Regions from separate parts of the Gossypium arboreum genome. Here region 1 is linked to region 2. A link is a contact called in public Hi-C data. All regions are on one chromosome and are shown on one strand. The core of a region is the stretch at or near the end of the contact, and the rest is flanking DNA. Distances in the headings are between cores, read along the strand shown.

What was found. A called contact is a pair of places that touch in the nucleus more often than the background predicts.
Region 1: a Hi-C map of leaf shows a contact between it and region 2, with 2.6 times the contacts expected there. The contact joins the promoter of LOC108477491 here to the enhancer-like site in region 2. A contact is called at or near these places in 2 of 5 Hi-C or Micro-C datasets (both in leaf).

Annotation. Positions count from the first base shown.
Region 1 is chr12:45,324,241-45,328,991 of ASM2569848v2, reverse strand. It overlaps LOC108477491 (pentatricopeptide repeat-containing protein At3g49710), which reads right to left and starts at 1,746. Exons shown (of 1, transcript XM_017780036.2): 1 at 1-1,746. The coding sequence starts at 1,613.
Region 2 is chr12:44,951,327-44,956,480 of ASM2569848v2, reverse strand. No RefSeq gene overlaps it. Among protein-coding and RNA genes, the nearest start is that of LOC128286152, 70 kb to the right of the region's middle. Within about 2 kb of position 3,885, at least 2 of the 2 cell types and tissues checked have an H3K27ac peak or open chromatin away from gene starts, as enhancers often do. A contact at or near this core is called in leaf, where this site is marked.

The sequences.
Region 1 (4,751 bases), core at 497-2,996, 370 kb before region 2:
AGCTTGTTTGCTGCCTTTGATGCTAGTTCCATGTTCCCATGTATTTTAGATGCACCAAGCATTGCAGCCCAACCAATTGAACCCGGGTTAAATGGCATAGTGTTTATGAGTTTCTCAGCTTCATGTAGCTTGCCTGCTCGACCAAACAGATCGATCATGCATGAATAGTGTTCCACTTCTGGTTCAATTCCAAACTTCTCTTTCATAATGTTGAAATACTTCTGACCCTCCTCAACTTGTCCTGTATGAGCACATGCTGAGAGGACAGAGATGAAGGTTATACTTGTAGGGGAAATATTTCGTTCCAGCATGTGATTGAAAAGAATTAAGGACTCCGTTCCAATCCCATGTTGTGCATAACCAGCAATCATTGAATTCAAAGAGACCGTATTATGCTCCGGCATCTTATCAAATACCCGTCTTCCATCGGGAAGATTTCCACATTTTGAGTACATAGCAATCAGGGCATTATGGACTTGAATTTGATTAGGGACTTCAGATTTGATTGCCAGTGCATGAATCTGTCTTCCCTGAGAAGGCGATGACAAATTGGAGCATGCACTAATTACATTTACAAAGCTACAATCATCAGGGCAATATCCGACACGCTGCATCGCTTGGAAACACTTGAGAGCCTCGTCAGAGAGTTCTTCGTGCAAGGAATACCCCGAAATCATAGTGTTCCAGAGAACCAAATCCGGTCCTGAAACCTCTTCAAAAACTTTCCCACAATCCAACATGCCAGCTCCACATTTCGAATACAAATCAATCAAACCACTGGCGACATGAGCATTTTGATGAAAGCCAGTCTTGATCAACATAGCATGAAACTGAAATCCTCCTAACAGGTCCTCTAAACTTGTAAACGCTGTCAAAACACTAGCCAAAGTAAACATATCAACATCGAACCCTCTCCTAACCATTTCCTGAAACAATGCCAGTGCTCTTGCACCCTCTTTATGCTGCCCATAGGCAACGATCATGGAGTTCCAAGACACTTCATCTTTACACTCTCCCATCTCATAAAACACCCGCTTTGCTTCCCTTAAAAAACCCTCTTTGCTGTAACAGGAAAGCAACGCATTGTTGACCGAAGCATAAGAATCAAACCCACAAAAAACCACAAAGCAATGCACCTGTCTAATCAAACACACATCATTCAAACTAGCCGTGATGACCCCAGATAAAGTAAAGCCATCCATTTCAAAAAACAAGTCTCTCATTTTCTTAAACAACTCCAATGCAGGTTCAGTCCGACCACAATCCGCATAAGCGGAAATGAGAGTGTTATAAGAAACAAGGTCTGGGTGAGGAATCTGATCGAACAGGTTGTGGGCAACGGAAGGGAGGGATTCCTTGGCGTAGGCAGCGATGATGGCGTTGAAAGAGAAGGTATTGGGATGTTGGGTTTGGAAAAAGGCGTTGTGGGCAGTGGCTAAAAGGCCGCATCTGGAGTAGAGGAGGATGAAATGATTGGAAAGGTAAGTTGACGAAGGAACGAGGGATTTGATGTAAAGAGAGTGGAGGGATTTGCCTGTTAAAATGTTTCTGTGGCTTATGCATGTTTTCAATAGGTTGCGGAAGTTTTGGATGGTCCATGGGACTTGGGTCATTTAAATTGCAAATTTATTTGAACCCTTTTTCATCTATTATCCCAAAATCAATGTGCAAAAGCAGAATATCCTCTATCTTAACGATTTATGGGAGACGTTAAACACCCGAAATGGGTTGTTAAGGATCAACCCAACCCTAGTATATGATTGAAAAAATTATTTTATAAATTCTTTTTACCGCAACATTTATAGTTATTATCAATTAAAAATAAACACATTTTTTTTTTACATTTTTTATAGTCTTTTCGTATATATAATATAAAAAAATATATTTATTTTAATTGATAGGGATCATAAATAATGTGATAAGTAAAGAGAAATACCAAGTGATTAACATTCACAAAACTACCCAACACTACACTTGGCACCTTTTTCTACTAACTTATGCACCTGCTTTGGGTGGGAGAAAGAAGGAAAAAATTAGAACCCAAAAAAGTTTTGATTGAAGAATGTGTGATGAAGAAAATAGTTTTAAAGTTTTTCCGGTATTTCATGAAAATGTGCCATGAGGAATTCATATATAATATAGTTCTAGATGAGCTTAATAAACCCATATTAACTTTCAAATATAAAGTAATTTAGTTAAGAAAATCGTAAATTTAATTTAATAATTAGTATCAAAGATGAACATTCCTTCCTCTAGGGTAACATGAAATCTCTGTTAGTAGCTTCATCAAAATGAAAGACATCCAGATTGTTTTTCTACCCAAAACTGGACGTCATGCATTGTTTAAACGCTTTTGTCAGTTTCTTATGAAGAATTTTCCCTAGTTTGAAAGATACCAACTAGTTCCAAAAATTTTGGTTGTGTTGTATACTCTCTTCATCGTGCTCCTTATTCTCTATTTAAATTATTTTATTGTGAATCTCCTCATTGATGTTTGATGTTAGGCTATGTATCCTTATTTGCTATAAATAATTCTAATTATAAAAGTATTTAAATGTATTAGTTTAATTTGCACAATAAGTAAATGATTAAAGCAATAATTAATATTAAGTTGTACCACAAAGATTGTTTTGTAATGTAAAAATCAATGGGTCATTCATAAGGTCATGATGCACAAGATATTCATATTAGGACTATTGTTTGATAACTAGAGAATGATGCGGCTCAAATTTATTTTCATTTCATCATACATATACTCTTAAATTAAAAATCTTTGCAAGTTTTTAAAAAATTGGGTGAGGGTTTTTAAACAAAACCCACGAATGAAAGTATGGTAATTCTTTGAGTCTATTTTACCTTGGCCGCAAGTGTTTACTAACTCTGGTACGTAAGATGGGATTTCTTTTCTATTAAAATTGCCTCATGGTGATTCATGTACAACATATTAGGGTATTAAGAATTCCAAAAATAAAACCATTTGAAAATATAAATTAGTAAGCAGGGTCATATCTATAAATATCAGACATAATTTTATTTCTTTAATAAACAAGTAAAATAAAAATAAAATAAGGAGATTTTAAAATTAAAATCTAAAATGAAATTAAAATAAAGTAAACTAAAATAAAATATAAGAAACTCAATGAGAAAAATCTCTAGCCAAAAGTAAAATCTTTGCTTGATTTATAGATTCAACTATCGATGCAAAGTAACTTCAATATCTTTAATAAATTAGTTCTAGTTGTTGACTCAATACCGAGCAACCAATTTATCCTTACTTATTTGGTAACCAAGAGGCAACTCGTTTGAAATTACTTCCCTAATTGATAAATAACCTTGTAATTTAACGCTCAAGATTTAACTTACCGACAACATTAAGAATGAGAGAGACCTAATTCTATCCAACAAACTCACCTTAATAGAGTTCATTTAAGCTAGATCACACATCCGCACAACATAATTATAAACTATGACATAAACAATTATGCAGTTCATCACTAGTATTAGAATGTATGAAAGAACTACTGATTTAATTATTTTAATTGACAAAGTAACCATTCTAAGCTATCAAATACTGGTGAATATTTAACAAACCTAAACAATTATAATTTAAACAAAAGATGCACGAATACTAAAGAATAAAGAAAAATTTAAGCACGAATTAAGTCTTATGAATTTATTGAATCAAACTTTTAAAATCTTTTTACGAGACAAAAGGGCTTTGAAGCCCATAAAATAAAGAAAACACAAAAAAGCAAAAAAAATACTGCGAATATGCCTCAGTATCTCCAAGTTTTATTTGTAAAAAAAAAAAAAATATAATGGAGAATACACAAAAGCGTCATTAATTAAATAAATTAGAATTTTTTAGGTTTCTTGATAAGTTTTGGATCAAATTTTCAGGCTATTTTAGATGCCTTTCTAAAGCTTTTATAGGTTCAATTTATGAAATAACTTCAGTTAAATTTTTTAATTTTTTTCGAATCGATATATTATGAATTCAAAAAAAAAAAATTTGCAGCTCAAATTATGGTCAAAATATAGAAGTTACATTCTATTAAAAGTTAATACGCAAAAACTTACCAAAATAAAGTTTAATTTTTTTCTCCAATTATTTCTTAAATAATTAATAAATAAAATATAAGCATAAATGATATAGTTAAGAACATAAATAAGAGAAATATTATAAATAGATAAGAAATACTGCACTTATCAATAAACAATCAAAATTATTGTAATTAGTAACTCCTAAGAAGCTCTACTAATTTTAATTTAAATTGGTGGTTGAATTAAATGATTATGGATTCATAAATTAACTAGATTGATTTCTATATTATCAATAGTTGTTTTGTGATTGCCCCATAGTGAAATAAAACAATAGGTGTGAGAATTTTTATTGTAATAGTTGCAATTTTTAAAAGATTTATTTTTAAACTATTTTTAAAGGTTTTTAATTTAAGAAGCACGTATAATATATACATGTTTAAAAATAAATCAAAATATTTGCTTATTACATAAAAAAGATTTATGGTTACCTACCAACACCTTTTAATTAATATTTTTATTGAAAAAAAAGTTAACTAGAAATAAATTCAAAGATTGGAAACAAAATTTGCACATTGTTTTGAGCTTTGAGAACTATAAATTTGTTATTGATGATGAACGCCTACTGGAATCTTAACTTGAGACCCAATCCCGATGGAAAGAGGTTAAAGATATATCTCGTTCCTACATACTTGTAAGTATATATAATG
Region 2 (5,154 bases), core at 2,636-5,135:
AAACGCCCCAATGGATGCCTCTACTAACTCCTTTTTGCTTGATCCGGGCTGCGACTCATTGCTCACTCATCCTCGTGAGGCTTGTTAGCTTCTTTTAAGAACATTGACAGCTCCCGAACAATCTTTGTCGGCTTGAATCCTCGAAGCATAATCGTATATTCCGCCACAGACTATCAGCCTTTTCTTATTGTGTTTACTCGGACCATATTCATATGGTCGTATTATATTCCACTTTATCAAGAAATTCATTTTCCATGAGAAACTCTCTATTTAGCAACTAAACGTGAATCAACACCTCTTTTCTATGATGATGCAATGTAATGTAATCATAAACAAAACAAAACAAAACATGTCAGTAAGAAGAAATAAACAACAAATAGAGCACCTATTCGGGTAACCGCTAGGGTTTGGTGTAGCTCTACCTAAGGCGAATTCCTACGGCTCACTATATGTGGTTTGGTTCTAAGGAAAGGGTACCTGAACCAGCAGATTCCTCGATCTTCACCCATTATAGGCTCATATAGACCGAGTTCAATTCAGGAGAATACATTTCCCTATGGCTGTACGGAAATGAAAATCTCACGAAGACATAGGCATGGATGTATCCCGAAAGCGGTTCACTATCCTACATGGAGGTGAAAACCTAACGAAGGAATAGTTTCTCACTCCCACTTAAAAGGGTAAGATCAACCGATCATGCAATGCAATATACAGAAAGATGCCTAAACTCAAACCAACACAACAATTATAAACCGCAATGATGAGGATCGTAACAAAGACGAATAAAAATACAATGAAAGGATCTCTTACGATGAAAATACAATGTGATAGAAGCAAAATCAAACGCATTAGCACACAAGAAATAAAACCAAAATGGAGCACCTATCCGAGTGATCACTAGGATTTGGCGTGCCTCTACTTAGGGTAAGCTCCTAGGGCTCTCTACATGTGGTTCGGTTCTAAAGTAAAAGGTACCCGAACCTGTAGATTCCTAGATCCTCACCCATTATAGGCTCATATGGACCGAGTTTAGTTAAGGGGAATACATTTCCCTATGGCTGCACGGAGATGAAAATCTCACGAAGACATAGGTACAGATGTATCCCGAAATAGATCCACTATCTTGCACAAAGGCGAAGACCTCACGAAGGAATAGTTTCTTACTCCCACTTAAAAGGGCCTAACCGCGCGGTCATGCAATGCAATGTGCAGGGATATACAAAAAAGCTCGAAGCAAATAAATAAAATATGAATAAAATGATGAAGATCGTAACTCAAAATGGATGAAATGCAATGAAAGGATCGTATATCAAAACCAAATATTCAATTTTTGACAAAAAGACAAAAGTTAATCAACTTGTGGTTTGACTCTCTTATTTGAGTCCCTAGCGGAGTCGCCAAGCTGTCGAAACCATTTTTTTTGAAAAATGGGGTCGACTTGATTTTGAAAATGAAAATGCAAAAACGGGAGTCGCCACCAATCCTTTTTATTTAGGTGTGATCGGATCACCTGGTAATTCAGTCGTTTTAACAAAAATTTAAATTTATTAAAACGATGACTTTTGGTCTTCAAAATCTAGAAAACAGGTTCGGGAGTCGGTTACGCACGAGAAAGGGTTAGCACCCTCGATCTGCCCAAAATTGGTACCTAGTTGATTAATTAATGTCTTGGTGTCGAAAATTTGAGAACTTTGAAGATTTTAAAAGTACGATCCTTTGTTAAAATATTACTTAATTGAATTTTTTTTGAGAAAAAGGTGTGTTTCACGTTAATCGAGGAAAAAAATTGTCCCGTAAGTTAGGACACAGTATTTTAAATTCCCGAAACAAGAATAAACACCGAAAATTATTTATTTTTGAAAGATATTTGATTTTCTCGGTTTTAGAAAGAAATCATACTCCGTAAGTTAGAATACGATCTTTTCTTAATACCGAGATTATTTTAAAAATTTTAAAACATTCGTATATTTGGATTTACCGAGAGAATCAAAATCCTGTAAGTTAGGGAACGACTTTTTGAATCTCGAAATACGAAATATTACTTATTTAAAACAACATTTTAGTGTATCGAATAAAAAATGTAACATGATTTTATGGTAAAATGTGCAAGCAAATTACGGTGCTAATATATGTAACAACATAATAATGATATGATGGTACAAATAATGAATATGGGCAAGAATAAAAATAAGATAAAAACAAGGCTAAATAAAAACCATAAGTAAATAAATAAATAAAAACTATTAAAAGTTTAAATAAATAAAAATAAAATAAAAAAATGAAATAGGCAAAAACAATAAGGAAATAAAAATATTAAATGAAACAAAATAAGAAATAATAATAATAATAAATACTTAATGATAATAAAAATAATAGTAAAGAAAATAAAGATAAAATTAATAATGATACTAACGAATATAAGTAATAATAGTAAAAAATAATAATATATTAGATAATAATATTAAAATAATAATAATAGTAATAATAATATATTAAATTAGTTAATTTAATATAAAATAGTGAAAATAACAAAAAAAGACTAAATTTAACCTAAAATAGAAGCTCAGGGCGAATTCGAAATAAAAATAAAAGGAAAAGGACCAATTTAGACGCGCTAATAACAAAAGAGGACCAAAATGGGCAATATCCCACCCTCCTAAAATACACAGCACCAAGAGGGACGAAATTGAAGGTCAAAATAAATTATAGGGCAAAATTGAAAAATAAAAGAAACTTGATTGTAAAATAATAGAAAAGCGGAAGGGCTAAAATCGCAAATAACCCCTTTGCCCAAAAACACATGGATCCTAGGCAGGTTGGGTCGGTTTGGTCCAGGTTAAAACGATGTCGTTTTGGTGCCTAAAAGGCCTGCCCAAAACGGCGTCGTTTTGGAGGTCTATTTAAGGCCAATTTTTTTTTTTTTAAAAATCACTCTAACACTTCAAAAAAAAAAAATTCCTCCCCCATTTGTTTTCTCTGAAGAAGCCCCAGGGCCGGCGAGAGAGTTTCGGCAGACCACCGCCGTCGACCGCGGCCTTCGACCACCGTGCATGGCGGCTGAAACTCCGAAAGGTAAGTTTTTTTTTATATACTATATATACTTGATATATATATTTTTTAAACAAAAGGAAAATAAAGAAAATTTTTTGATATAGACGATTTTAAAAACAGTAAAATAAAGAAAAAAAAGTAACCTTTGCGCTTCTAACTTTTTTTTCTTCAATCTGCTTCGTTGTTTTACTTTTTTTTGTATGTGTTTGAAATATCTATTGTTTGTATTCCATCAAAAATCCCCCCTTTTACATTTCGATTTTTATGGCTTTATAGCTGATTTACAAACACTGTTTTTCCTTCTTTTTTGCTACTGATCTTGCGTGTTTTTCTTCTTATTTGCAGAGTGATTGATGGCGGCAGAGCAGGTGGCTGATAGAGGAGTGGCAGTAGCAGGCTTAGCAATGACTAGGGTGGCGCCTAGGGTTTTGTTGTTTTTTTATTTTTTCTGAAAAAGTTGTGGGCTAGGGTTTGTATTTGGGTTAAGTTTTTTTGGGCCTGATTTTGGGTTTAGTTTAGTGTTTTGGTTTGGGTTTGTAATGGGTTGTATTGGGTATTGGGGTAGTGGGCAAAATTTGGGTTTTACACCTGTCCCAGATGCAAAAACAGTACAGAGACGATCATCCATGTAATGAAAGATTGCCCTGTGTCTTGTGAGATCCTTACTCTTGGCGGCTTACATAACAGATTGATGGAAGGGATTTATGACCACTGTATCGATTGGTTAGAAGATGTCCTTTGCGTGCTAGATGCCAAAGCCGTTGCTGATTTCTTCACCCTCATTTGGAATATTTAGAACCATAGAAATAATCTAGTCTTCAATGGAAAGGGGGATGTTGCTGGAAAGATTTGGGAAAAGGCAAAAACCCTTAGCGAAGACTTCAAAATTTGCACCATTGCAGAGCCCCCTATTATCCCTCTTACTTTGGAAAATAAAAATTGGATGAAACCACTGATCGGCTACATAAAAATTAATTTTGACGTGGCTATCTCAAACGGTGGTGTGGGGTATGGTGTTATTGTCAGAGACTCGGATGGTTTTGTTACTGGGGGTTGCTATGGTTTTAAAGAAAAACAGCTAGACGCAATCTGGGCTGAAATAGAAGCTTTTGTTGAGAGCATGCAGCTGGCAACCACGTTGAATGCGCCAAACATCATCTTCTAATCGGATAATGCAAATTTGGTTAATAAAGTAAACAAGCGTAATGAAGATTTGACTATCCTCAGTCGGTATGCTAAAAAGGTGTGTATGGATTTTAATAGATTTGAGTCGGTCCAAATGAAATGGGCTAACCGTAACAGCAACAAAGTTGCAGATTTGCTTTGTAATTTGGCTATTAAAAAGAAATGTAATTTGCTTTTTAAAATGGATTATCTTTTGGAAATCCATAACATTGTAATTCATGATGCTTTTAATTGAGGTTTTTTGACCCTTTGGGTTGTTTTTATCAAAAAAAAAATATTATTATAAAAGTATTTTTATCTTTTGATATTTTTATGTAAAATCAATAAAATTCTACATATAATGGAATTTAAATTTAAAACACTAAAATTTTTAAATATTTAATTTTATCATTTTAACTAAATATTCATTCAATTTTTAATATATTTTATATAATTCTTTTACCAATATTATTGGTGTTAAGTAAATGCAGTTCTTCTTTTTTTGTTTTATTTAATCAAAAGTAGTATAACACTTACCAATTCAAGTTCAATGCTTTCTTCCTTTTTTACCGTGTCAAAGGGTTTTGTCTTTCTATATCTAAAAACTTGTTAAATAAGTTAAACCGCAACTCATGCTTTGAAGAATTAATAAAAGATTTTATACAATAATTAAATTAAAGACAAATTGCCATGGTGCCTCTTACGCATATTTATAAGTTTTCTATGGATTCTTTCATGATTTTATCTAATATTCGTTTTATTAATTTAATTTAATGCTACTATTATTTAAACAAGTATTTATATATTATGCTCGTGAATATCTTTTATTTATAATCCTAAAATTTAAAGAAAATACTAATAAAAATTAATGATCAAAATTAAATGAGTTGTTTGAACGAATGTGTTAATAATTGTTTATTCAAATTAACATTGCATCCT